Regions from separate parts of the Mus musculus genome. Here region 1 is linked to region 2. Evidence: chromatin contacts called from public promoter capture Hi-C data. All regions are on one chromosome and are shown on one strand. Each heading gives the region's core, a stretch centred on a gene start, on an enhancer-like site or on the middle of the called end of the contact. The rest is flanking DNA. Distances are from core to core; before and after follow the strand shown.

Region 1 (4,907 bases), core at 2,123-4,622, 790 kb after region 2:
GGATGTCCACAGCCATGTCCACAAGGGTAAGGCACAAGCTGATGAGCTTATCGTGATCGAGGTCTCTGATCCCAGTGGCATTCGGTGCCATGTCACTCAGAATCACATCTGCTCTCCTGCTGGGAAGCAGTTCTAGAATCTTCTGGAAAGTTCTGGGGTCAGTCACATCAGCAGGGCATAGAAAAGTTGCTCCCGCCAAAGGGAATATGTGAAGGAGATCGACCCCAAGCACAAAGCCCACAGGAGAGCTGGAATCTAAGGAAGTAACACAATGTGTTATTAAACCATGAATCTCCCTACCAAAAAACAAGTCACAAAAGGCAGTCAGGCACCCATGCATGTATGTGCGCAAAAGACCTTTGGTATGAAGGCACATGAGTTAGATGTAATAATGGCACAGGCTATAACCTCAGCACTTTGGGAGCCTGAGGCGGGAGGACTGTCACAAGTTCAAGGCTAGTTTGAGCTACCAAGTGAGATCTCGTCTCTCAAAGTTGAAAAATAAGTAAATAAATAAAGACACGTAGTAGAGTGTAGGGTGTCCTCTACTCCCCCTGGCATAGCTGGGGAAGTTGAGACCTAGAAAGGAAATGGCCTTGCCATCGTGGAGAGTGACAAGCCGAGGTGAACCGCAGCCAAGGTGCTGAATCCCACTTCACTGTCAGTTCACTACCCCAGGCTCCCCTCCCACAGAAGGACTCTTCTTCCAAATGATTTTTTATTTTATTTAGTATGCGTTGGTTCTAAAATGGGAATCTTAGTAGGTAGCCCAGGCTAGCCCAAAACATAATAAGTTCCTGACTTAACCCAGTGAGTACCTGAGGTTACAGGTGGGCACCACCATACCCAGCTCCCAACAATCCTTTTTGGTTTTTAATGTTTGTTTGCTTTTTATTCCTTGAGACAATCTCACTATATAGCCCAGGCTAGCCTCAAATTCAGAGAACTGATGCCTCTGCCTCTAAAGGGCTAGAACCATGTGAGACCATGCTCTACTGTTTTGTCTTCCAGATGTATTATTTATTTACATATGTGTGAATGTGCACTCAAGTGCAGGTACCTGCCCAGTTCAAGGCCTGGATGTGAAATCACGGAGGCTAGGGGCTGCCTGATGTGGGTGCTGGGAACTGAACTTGAGTCCTCTCTGAGAGCCAAGCCCTTCATTTTTGGCTCTTGGTTCTTTGAGAACTGTGTGACTCAGGCCTGGGATTCCTGGTTCTCCTGTCTCTACCACCAGAGGGCTAGGGTCACAGGTATAGCCACCACAGCTGGGCAATGTCACAGATGCAGCTGTTTTTTCGCTTTTTCTCTTTCCTATTTGGGCACCATTTCACACACACACACACACACACACACACACACACACACACAGTACACAGCCTATCACATTCCCAGAGTAAGGAATCCAGTGGCCCCAGTGGGACCTCCAAGAGCTCCTAGGCTTCAGGGACACATTAGTAGTCCTGTCCCCAAACCCTGCTGTCTTGGAGTTTCTACTGCTGTGATGAAACACCATAACCAAAAATCCAGTTGGAGAAGAAGGGGGTTACGTGACTTACACATCCATATCACTGTCACTGAAAGAAGCCAGAACAGGAACTCAATCAAGGCTGGAGCCTGGAGGCAGGAGCTGCTGATGCACAGGCCATGGAGGGTGCTGCTGACTGGCCCGCTCCCCTGGCTCGCACAGCCTGCCTGCTCCCCTGGCTCGAAGAGCCTGCTTTCTTACAGGGCCCAGACCCCCAGCCCAGGTGGAAACCTTTTCCTACTCACAGTGTCTGGTTATGGTGCTTATGACAGCAACAGAAAGCAAAGGAAGCCATTATTGTTTAGTTTTCTGGGGCTTTTTGTTTTGTTTAGAGAAAGGGACATAGTGCGAACCCAGGCTGTCCGCCAACTCCTGTGGTTTTCTTCTTTGTTCTTTTTTAAACATTTTGCTTATTTAATCATGTATGTGAGAGGGTATATAAGCAAGTGAGCACACGCCACGGCACATTTGTGGAGTCCACACAGCAACTTTCTGGTGTCAATTCTCCCGTCCACAGTGTAAATCCTGGGGCGAGAACTCAAGCTTGTCAGCCTTACCGGCATGCACCATTCAACCACCAAGCCAGTGGGTCACAGCCCAGAGTGAGAACCACTGCTGACTAACCCATCTTCATAGCATCACCACCACCCTGTGCTCCCTTCCCAACCCCCTACCTCTGCCCTTTTTTTTTTCTCTAGTACAGACATACCATGTAGCTGGGATGACCCTGAACTTCTAATCCTGCCTCCACCTCGTAGGCCTGCGGGGCCTGACTTTACTTAGCAGCTGTGTCCTGTACCCAGCCTGTGTCGTATTTCTGTAACTCTCATCTCTAAACCTACTTAGAAAGAGCCTCAAACAATGTCTCTAGGTAAGAGCTGCTCACTAGCAGTAGTCAGAGGAGCTGGGAGTCCAGCAGGTCCCACCTGCGCCTGTGGCATTGACGCGCTGCACTGCCACCTGACTCCAGGCTCCCGGAGCTGCCCCGCAGTCCAGCACCCGGAGACCGGGCCTCAGGATCTGATGCTTCTCATTCATCTCCAGGAGTTTGAAGGCACTGCGGCAGCGGTAACTCTCCACCTTTGCGGCCTTCACAAACGGATCCTTTAGATGCCGCGTGAGCCACAGGTGCTCAGCGCCGGTCCGGCCCCTGTAGTGACACACTGCTGTGTGTAACCTCCGAACCTTAAGGGGAACGCCTACCAGCTTCAGATGCCTGAAATGACGAAAAAAGAGTTAGCGGGTGGGCATTACACAGAGAGGCAAGAAAGTCTTGGTTCAACCTTTTTGTTTCTGCATATGTATGTGCGATATGCATGCACGCATGTGTATTAGCATGTATGTGCACATGTGTCTGCCTGTGTATGGGGGTCCAAAGTAGAGAAGGGACGTCCCCTTCGCTTGCTCTCTACCTTATGTATTGATGTAAGGTCGCCAACCTGCCAGTCTATCTCGCCAGCTTTCTCCAGGGACCCCTTTTCTCTGCCTCCCCAGCACTGGGGTTACATTTGGTCAGCACACATGTCCAGTATTTTGTAGGCTCTGGGGATCCGAACCCCAATCCTCCCGAATGCACAGCTTTATCCACGGAGCCCATACACCTATTTCTATGTTGCAAGCCTCACTCACTCACGTCTGTACATGAATAAACATCGTACACCCGTGTCCCGCTCCCCGGGACGGAGGTCGCCAGCACCCCTCTGCAACACAATTCACTGAGCTCCCTACTACTGTCATCCACTCCGTTCCTGTATGCAAAGACGTCCTTTTAGCGCAGGCAGACGCCGTAACTCACTCACCCGGCCATTGCTGCTTGCTGGTGGTTTCCTCCCGCCGCCGGAAGTCCCGCCCTCGCTTCCAACGCGAGGCTCCGCCCCGGGAAACTTTGGCTGGGGCGCGAAGGTATGGATGGTCCCGGGCGAATGAGATCTGGGTGCGGGAGAGACGCTGGAGGTCGGGAGTGGGGTGCCAGGGAAAATCTGGGGAGAGAAGGGGTAGAAGGACTAGAGAGCAGCTTCAAACCCACCAGGAAAACTGGGGTACTGGGCAGGCCTGAGGTCGGGAAGACCAGGGAAACTACAGAGAGTAGGGAGCAGAAATGAGAGGGAGAGGGGACCTGGGCGGTAAGCTGATGCATGGGCAGTTTGCAGCCTGTCTGTACCGGCCATAGCCCCTGGGAGGGGAGGCTAGGGAACGGCATTTGCAGAGTGCCCCCTGCAGGCAGGTTCTGGGCTCTGCACTCCATGTGCATTGTCTCCAACACCTGCAACACTTGACCTCAATTCAGACCAAAGGTTGTCCAAAGTTCCCTGACACACATCCGATTTACCACCTATCACAGCTACCAGGACACCCTTGTTTGCTTCTAGGCTCTGCCATTTGACCTCGGAGCACTAGTTTTCGCCTCAGAAACGAAGAAAGTAAGTCTTAAACTCTGTTCTTAGTCTTTTTTTTTTTTTTTTTACTTTTTTTATTAGGTATTTTCCTCATTTACATTTCCAATGCTATCCCAAAAGTCCCTCATACCCTCCCCCCCACTCCCCTACCCACCCACTCCCATTTCCATTGCAAAGGGAAACAGTATGGGGACTCTGTTTGAAGCAATGCCAATCAACAGAGCCATAGCCACACCCATTCTACCTGATTCCAATCTATGTCCTCACTGCTCATTTCACTGAGACAAGGAGCTGAGCACGCTGGTGCACGCCTGTCATTCTACACTCAGGTGGTTGAGCGGGAAGATTGTGAGTTTAAGTCCAGAATGGAGAACATGGCACAACTCTGTCTCGTTTAAAATCCTTGCAAAACAAATCACTCATCTGTATGGAATGTGAGGACATTTGTCATCACTCCCTACATGAAAACAATTTACATAGTTTGCATGTAAAGTGGGCCGGAGGATGTCTGTAAGTTACAGGCAAATATGCCATTTCAAAGAAGTGATTTCATCATACTTTAATCCCAGTATCCATGGAAGGGTAAGGTATCCTGGTATCTGTGGATATGAAAGATATCCTGTGGATATCCTGTGGCTATGAAAGACAGCTGTATACAGCCGGTGCTTAATAAGAGATGGCTGACTTTGCTGAGTCAGGAAGCCAGAGGCTCAGGCACAGGCAAGTCAGAACACAGGCCAATGCTAAGCCCACTTCTTCTCCTGACTTACCTCAGCACCAGGCCTAAGCTTCCGGGTCCCTTTTCTTTCCCTTTCTTCTTATTCTGTTTTTAAATTTTAACTTATATTGTGCACATATAGGGTTGTTGGATTTTTTTATTCGAGAACGTATAGGGTTTTAAAAATATTTATTTTGGGGGGCTGGTGAGATGGCTCAGCGGTTAGGAGCGCTGACTGCTCTTCCAAAGGTCCTGAGTTCAAATC
Region 2 (4,309 bases), core at 884-3,383:
GCCCTTCTAGTGTCACGGGGAGAGGGGTCCCCCCACCTCCAGGCCTGTCTCCAACTCTGTACATTCCCCGCTCCTTCAGAGACAGAGGGAGGGAGTAATTAAGTCCAATTTGGTAGTCCAGTCACTGTAGATTAGAAGCGAGGCCCGATTGTAGTCCGGCTGGGGTCCAGGCCCGGACATGAGTGTTGGGGGAACCACCCCAAGGGCAGTCTGGTTCCCTCTCTGCCAGCTCAGTGGGTCAGGGCACACACACACACACACACACACACACACACAGAGAGAGAGAGAGAGAGAGAGAGAGAGAGAGAGAGAGAGAGAGAGAGAGAGAGAGACATGGCACACACCATTCTGGCCTGTCCCATTTCTTCCTGCTTAGGCCTTACTTTTGCCAAAGCAAACTTGTCACTGTGCCCTGGGGTTGTGATGATCAGGCTTCCTTCTGGGGCAGGCGGTCAGAGTACTTTGCCTACAAATTTAGAGTCAGCAAAAAGCCATCTCTCCAGTGACAAACTTGCTTTTACAAAGGATACATCCCCATCCCCCATCCCCATCCCCCATCCCCCTCCCCCATCCCCCATCCCTATCCCTCATCCCCCATCCCCATCCTCCATCCCCATCCATCCTGGCTGCGTCCACCTCTGCTCACAGTCCGTGCTTGCGGCTTATTTAAGGATATGTCCCCTAATGATTTAGTTTTTGAGACTATCAATATTTTACAGTGGAGAAGGGAATGGCATCTCACTGCGAACATAATTTAATTATAATAGATGGGTTAGTGCCTCCAACCCATTCTTCAGAGCTGACTCAGAGGGAGATTTATTTATTTATTTATTTATTTATTTATTTATTTGAAGGGATGCGTGGGCCATTGGTCACTATCCTGAAGTTACCATTGTCCTTCCTCCTTCCATGCTCCCTCCTCCTCTGGGCTGGCATCCAGGACCCATATGTGTGGGAGTTAAGTGGGGTTAGGGTGCCCCAGCTGCCACCACCCTGTCTATATTGATGGGGTAACTGCCAATCAAGGAGGAGGGCGTCGGGTTAGACTCCTTATAGGTGGGGGCCGCATTTGGCTGGATCACTGTTTGGAGGTTCTTCTCTCCCCCCCTTCCCCTCCTCTCCTCTCCCTTTCTCCCCTCCCCCTTTCATTCTGGTCTCTCCGTCCATCTAGTCCCACTTCCCTCCCTTTCTTCTCTTTTTCTGCCTTGTTCCCCTCCTTCCTCCCCTTCTCTCCACTCTCCGTTTTCATTCTCCCTTCTCTTTATCCTCCCCGCTTTCTCTTCTCCTCTTCTCGCTTCTCTCTGTCCTTCCATCGCTTCTGGTTCCACTCCTCTCTCCTTCCTTTCTCCCCCATTACTTCTTCTCCTTCCTCCTCCATTCTCCTCCCTTTCTTCTTCTCCCCTCCCCTCCATCCTTTCCTCCTCTCCATCCACTTCCTCTCCTTCCTCCCTTTCTCTTTCTGCACTCCTCCTCCCCCAAACCTTTCCTTTCTCCCCCTCCCTCCTGGGCTTGTTCTTCCTCCTCTTTCTTCCCCTTGGTCTTCCAGTTCGTCGGGACACTTCTCTCCCCTTCCTCTCCTCCTCTCTTCCTCCCCCTCCTCCTCCCTCCGCCGCTCGCGGCAGCCCGCAGCCCGGGAGAGGCCGCTGGTAGAGAAGCCCTTGTAGTTTTAAATTCAATGTGACAGTTTCGGAAAGAGCGGATGATGAATCTCCCATTATTGGATCAGTCTATTTGCCGCTCAATGTCTCTCTGTAATTGGAGCAACATCACTTTAAAGGTTCAGAGAGTACAGCATTTCTGGTGAAAAATCCCCACAACACGCCGGCGAATGTTTTAAAGGGAAATCTATTAGAAGGAGGCGAGGGGCGGGAGCGGCGGGGAGCAGGAGTGGGGGGCTCGCCGGGGGCCCCCGGCCGGCCGAGCGCGGCGGTGCCCCTCCCTCCCCACCCCGTCTTGTTGTGACAGCTCCTGATACTGTTTATGGAGGTGCGTGTCAGGTATAATTAGCAATCGATATGGAAAACGTTTCCTTGCACCCAGCACGCCTCTGACGTCAGAGCCGATTAGCGCTTCTTATTGGTCCCAAATTCCCCGGGCCGCGGCTAATTATCGAGAGCTTGATGTTGATAAAGTAAAGCGGCGGAGCGCGGGCCGAAGCATGTGTAGGGCTCCGGGCCCCTGTCCCCGCCGCCGTCCGCGCCCCCGCGCCCCGCCAGCCCCGCGCGCGAGATGATGGACGGTCGCCTCCTGGAGCACCCGCATGCCCAGTTCGGGGGCTCGCTGGGCGGCGTGGTGGGCTTCCCCTACCCGCTGGGCCACCACCACGTGTACGAGCTGGCCGGTCACCAGCTGCAGTCGGCCGCCGCCGCCGCTGCCGCGGCCTCGGTGCCCTTCTCCATCGACGGCCTGCTCAGCGGCTCGTGCGCTGCAGCCGCCGCCTCGGTGGTCAACCCCACGCCGCTGCTGCCGGCTGCCTGCGGGGTGGCCGGCGAAAGCCAGCCCTTCAAGCTTGCAGGTAGGCTGGAGGCGGGGACACGGGGAAACACAACGGGGGGCCTCGGGGTGGGGTGCACCAGGCCGTCGGAGAATAGCGACCCACTCCTCCGTGCACCCCGCACCCGAGGTGGGTGCAAGCGGGACAAGCATCTGCCAGGTGGCTGAGCCTTGCAGCGTCCTGTGCATGCCCGCAGACTCGGGGGATCCAGACAAGGAGAGCCCCGGCTGCAAACGGAGACGCACCCGCACCAACTTTACCGGCTGGCAGCTGGAGGAGCTGGAGAAGGCGTTCAATGAGAGCCACTACCCGGACGTGTTTATGCGCGAGGCGCTGGCGCTGCGCCTGGACCTGGTCGAGTCCCGAGTTCAGGTAAAGATTGGTGTCGCCCAAGGAGTCCGAGATCCCGCACTAGGCGTGCAGAGCGCGGTGAGGCAGGGCCACCTTTGTTCTAAGTGGCGGGGAGGTGGTTTCAGGCTCCGCGCTGCTGGCCATGGTGGGGATTATGAGGGTTGAACCCCTTCTCCCATCTGGAGGTGAGTAACTTGAGAGTGCCGAGGTGATTGGGGAGAGATCCTGGTGGCGCCCCAGTAGCCACTGCAGTGACTGCGTTCGATTCGGGGAAGCCGGGTGTAGGTTGGCTGCGGCCGCGGCGCACAGTCTGGAAAGGCTGCCGAGGCTCGAAAAGCCCTCCAGGAGGGGACAAAGTGGGCCCTGGCCTGGGCGCTCTTGACAGAGGCTTTCTCCCATCCTCGAAGCTGACAGATCTGTTGCTTTATTTCTGGCTTGTGAAATATTAAGATAGAAACATGCATTTATCCATCGTCTTACAAACAGCCGCTGGGGGGGTGCATTTGTGGGAGAGTAGGTGGAAACTTTCGCGGTTAACACATTGGAAAAGAGGGGGCTTAAAAAAAAGGGCATCTGAATTTAAGATTCTTCTCCATTAAATTCCTCCCTCCCCAACCTCTTCGTTATTCGATTTCATGAGGAGTCAGGAAGCAGTATTCATTAAAAAAAAAAAAAAAGCAGCGTTAATTTGGCGTAATAAAATTCCAGAATTAATGTCTGCATAATAGATGCTTTCCTAGAATACAGAAACCTTGGGGTCTGTGTTATTAGTGGGTGCCTGGGGTGGAGGCAGACGCTGGCAAAATACCAGTTTAGCGCCATAGCTTTGCCTGAAATATTTGGGTCCTGGGCTTTGGCCTGCTCTCATCTGTTTAAAAATCCCTCTCTCCAAATTGTTCTGTGGCTTAAGTGAAGTCCGAATCTTTTTTATATCCCCTCTAATATGATAGAAATTTCTGATGAGGAAGTAATCTGGAAATTGCACCCCTCCAAAAAAAAAAAAAGTTTTGAAAAAGAAAAGAGAAAGCTTCCCAGGGTGTTGGCTTAGTCTCAGAGACTTTTGCACAAACCAGGCTCCCTTGGAGCAGGTCTGCTGTGCAATCCTGCTAACTTTATACGGGCCACAACAAAGCCTTTACATTGCTACATTCTGCAAGGCATGGTAGCCTTGCCCAGGTCCTTGGCCCAGGGAGCGGTGGTGGTCTTGGGAGCTGCTGTGATCTTTAAATTCTTCTTGGCTGTCCCAGACAAGACCTGCTGAGAGCAGGAAGGACTACAGAACATCCCTGCTCTCAAGGGGGGGGGGGGGGCTGGTGGTCAGCTTTGGGCCTGCTTGCCCACCTTGTGGCACCCCCCATCCCCCCAGGTCAGGCTAGGCTGGACTGCTTTGGAAAAGCTTTGTGGTCCCTGGTCCTAGGTCCTGCATAACGAATGATGTGCGTAGCTGTGCTGGGAGAGCTGGGC

Evidence for each region. Promoter capture Hi-C pulls out the DNA fragments that hold promoters and counts their contacts.
Region 1: a contact with region 2 is called in a promoter capture Hi-C map of embryonic stem cells, with 2.4 times the contacts expected there. The contact joins the promoter of Mrm2 here to the promoter of Uncx in region 2. A contact is called at or near these places in 2 of 39 promoter capture datasets (embryonic stem cells and hippocampal neurons) and 1 of 115 datasets of contacts at active chromatin or transcription factors (fetal liver).

Annotation. Positions count from the first base shown.
Region 1 is chr5:140,328,526-140,333,432 of GRCm38.p6, forward strand. It overlaps Mrm2 (mitochondrial rRNA methyltransferase 2), which reads right to left and starts at 3,373. Exons shown (of 3, transcript NM_026510.1): 1 at 3,328-3,373; 2 at 2,455-2,744; 3 at 1-255. The coding sequence starts at 3,335. Nudt1 (nudix (nucleoside diphosphate linked moiety X)-type motif 1) reads left to right here and starts at 3,335. Exons shown (of 5, transcript NM_008637.2): 1 at 3,335-3,430; 2 at 3,898-3,948.
Region 2 is chr5:139,541,765-139,546,073 of GRCm38.p6, forward strand. Uncx (UNC homeobox) reads left to right here and starts at 2,134. Exons shown (of 3, transcript NM_013702.3): 1 at 2,134-2,515; 2 at 2,691-2,866. The coding sequence starts at 2,230.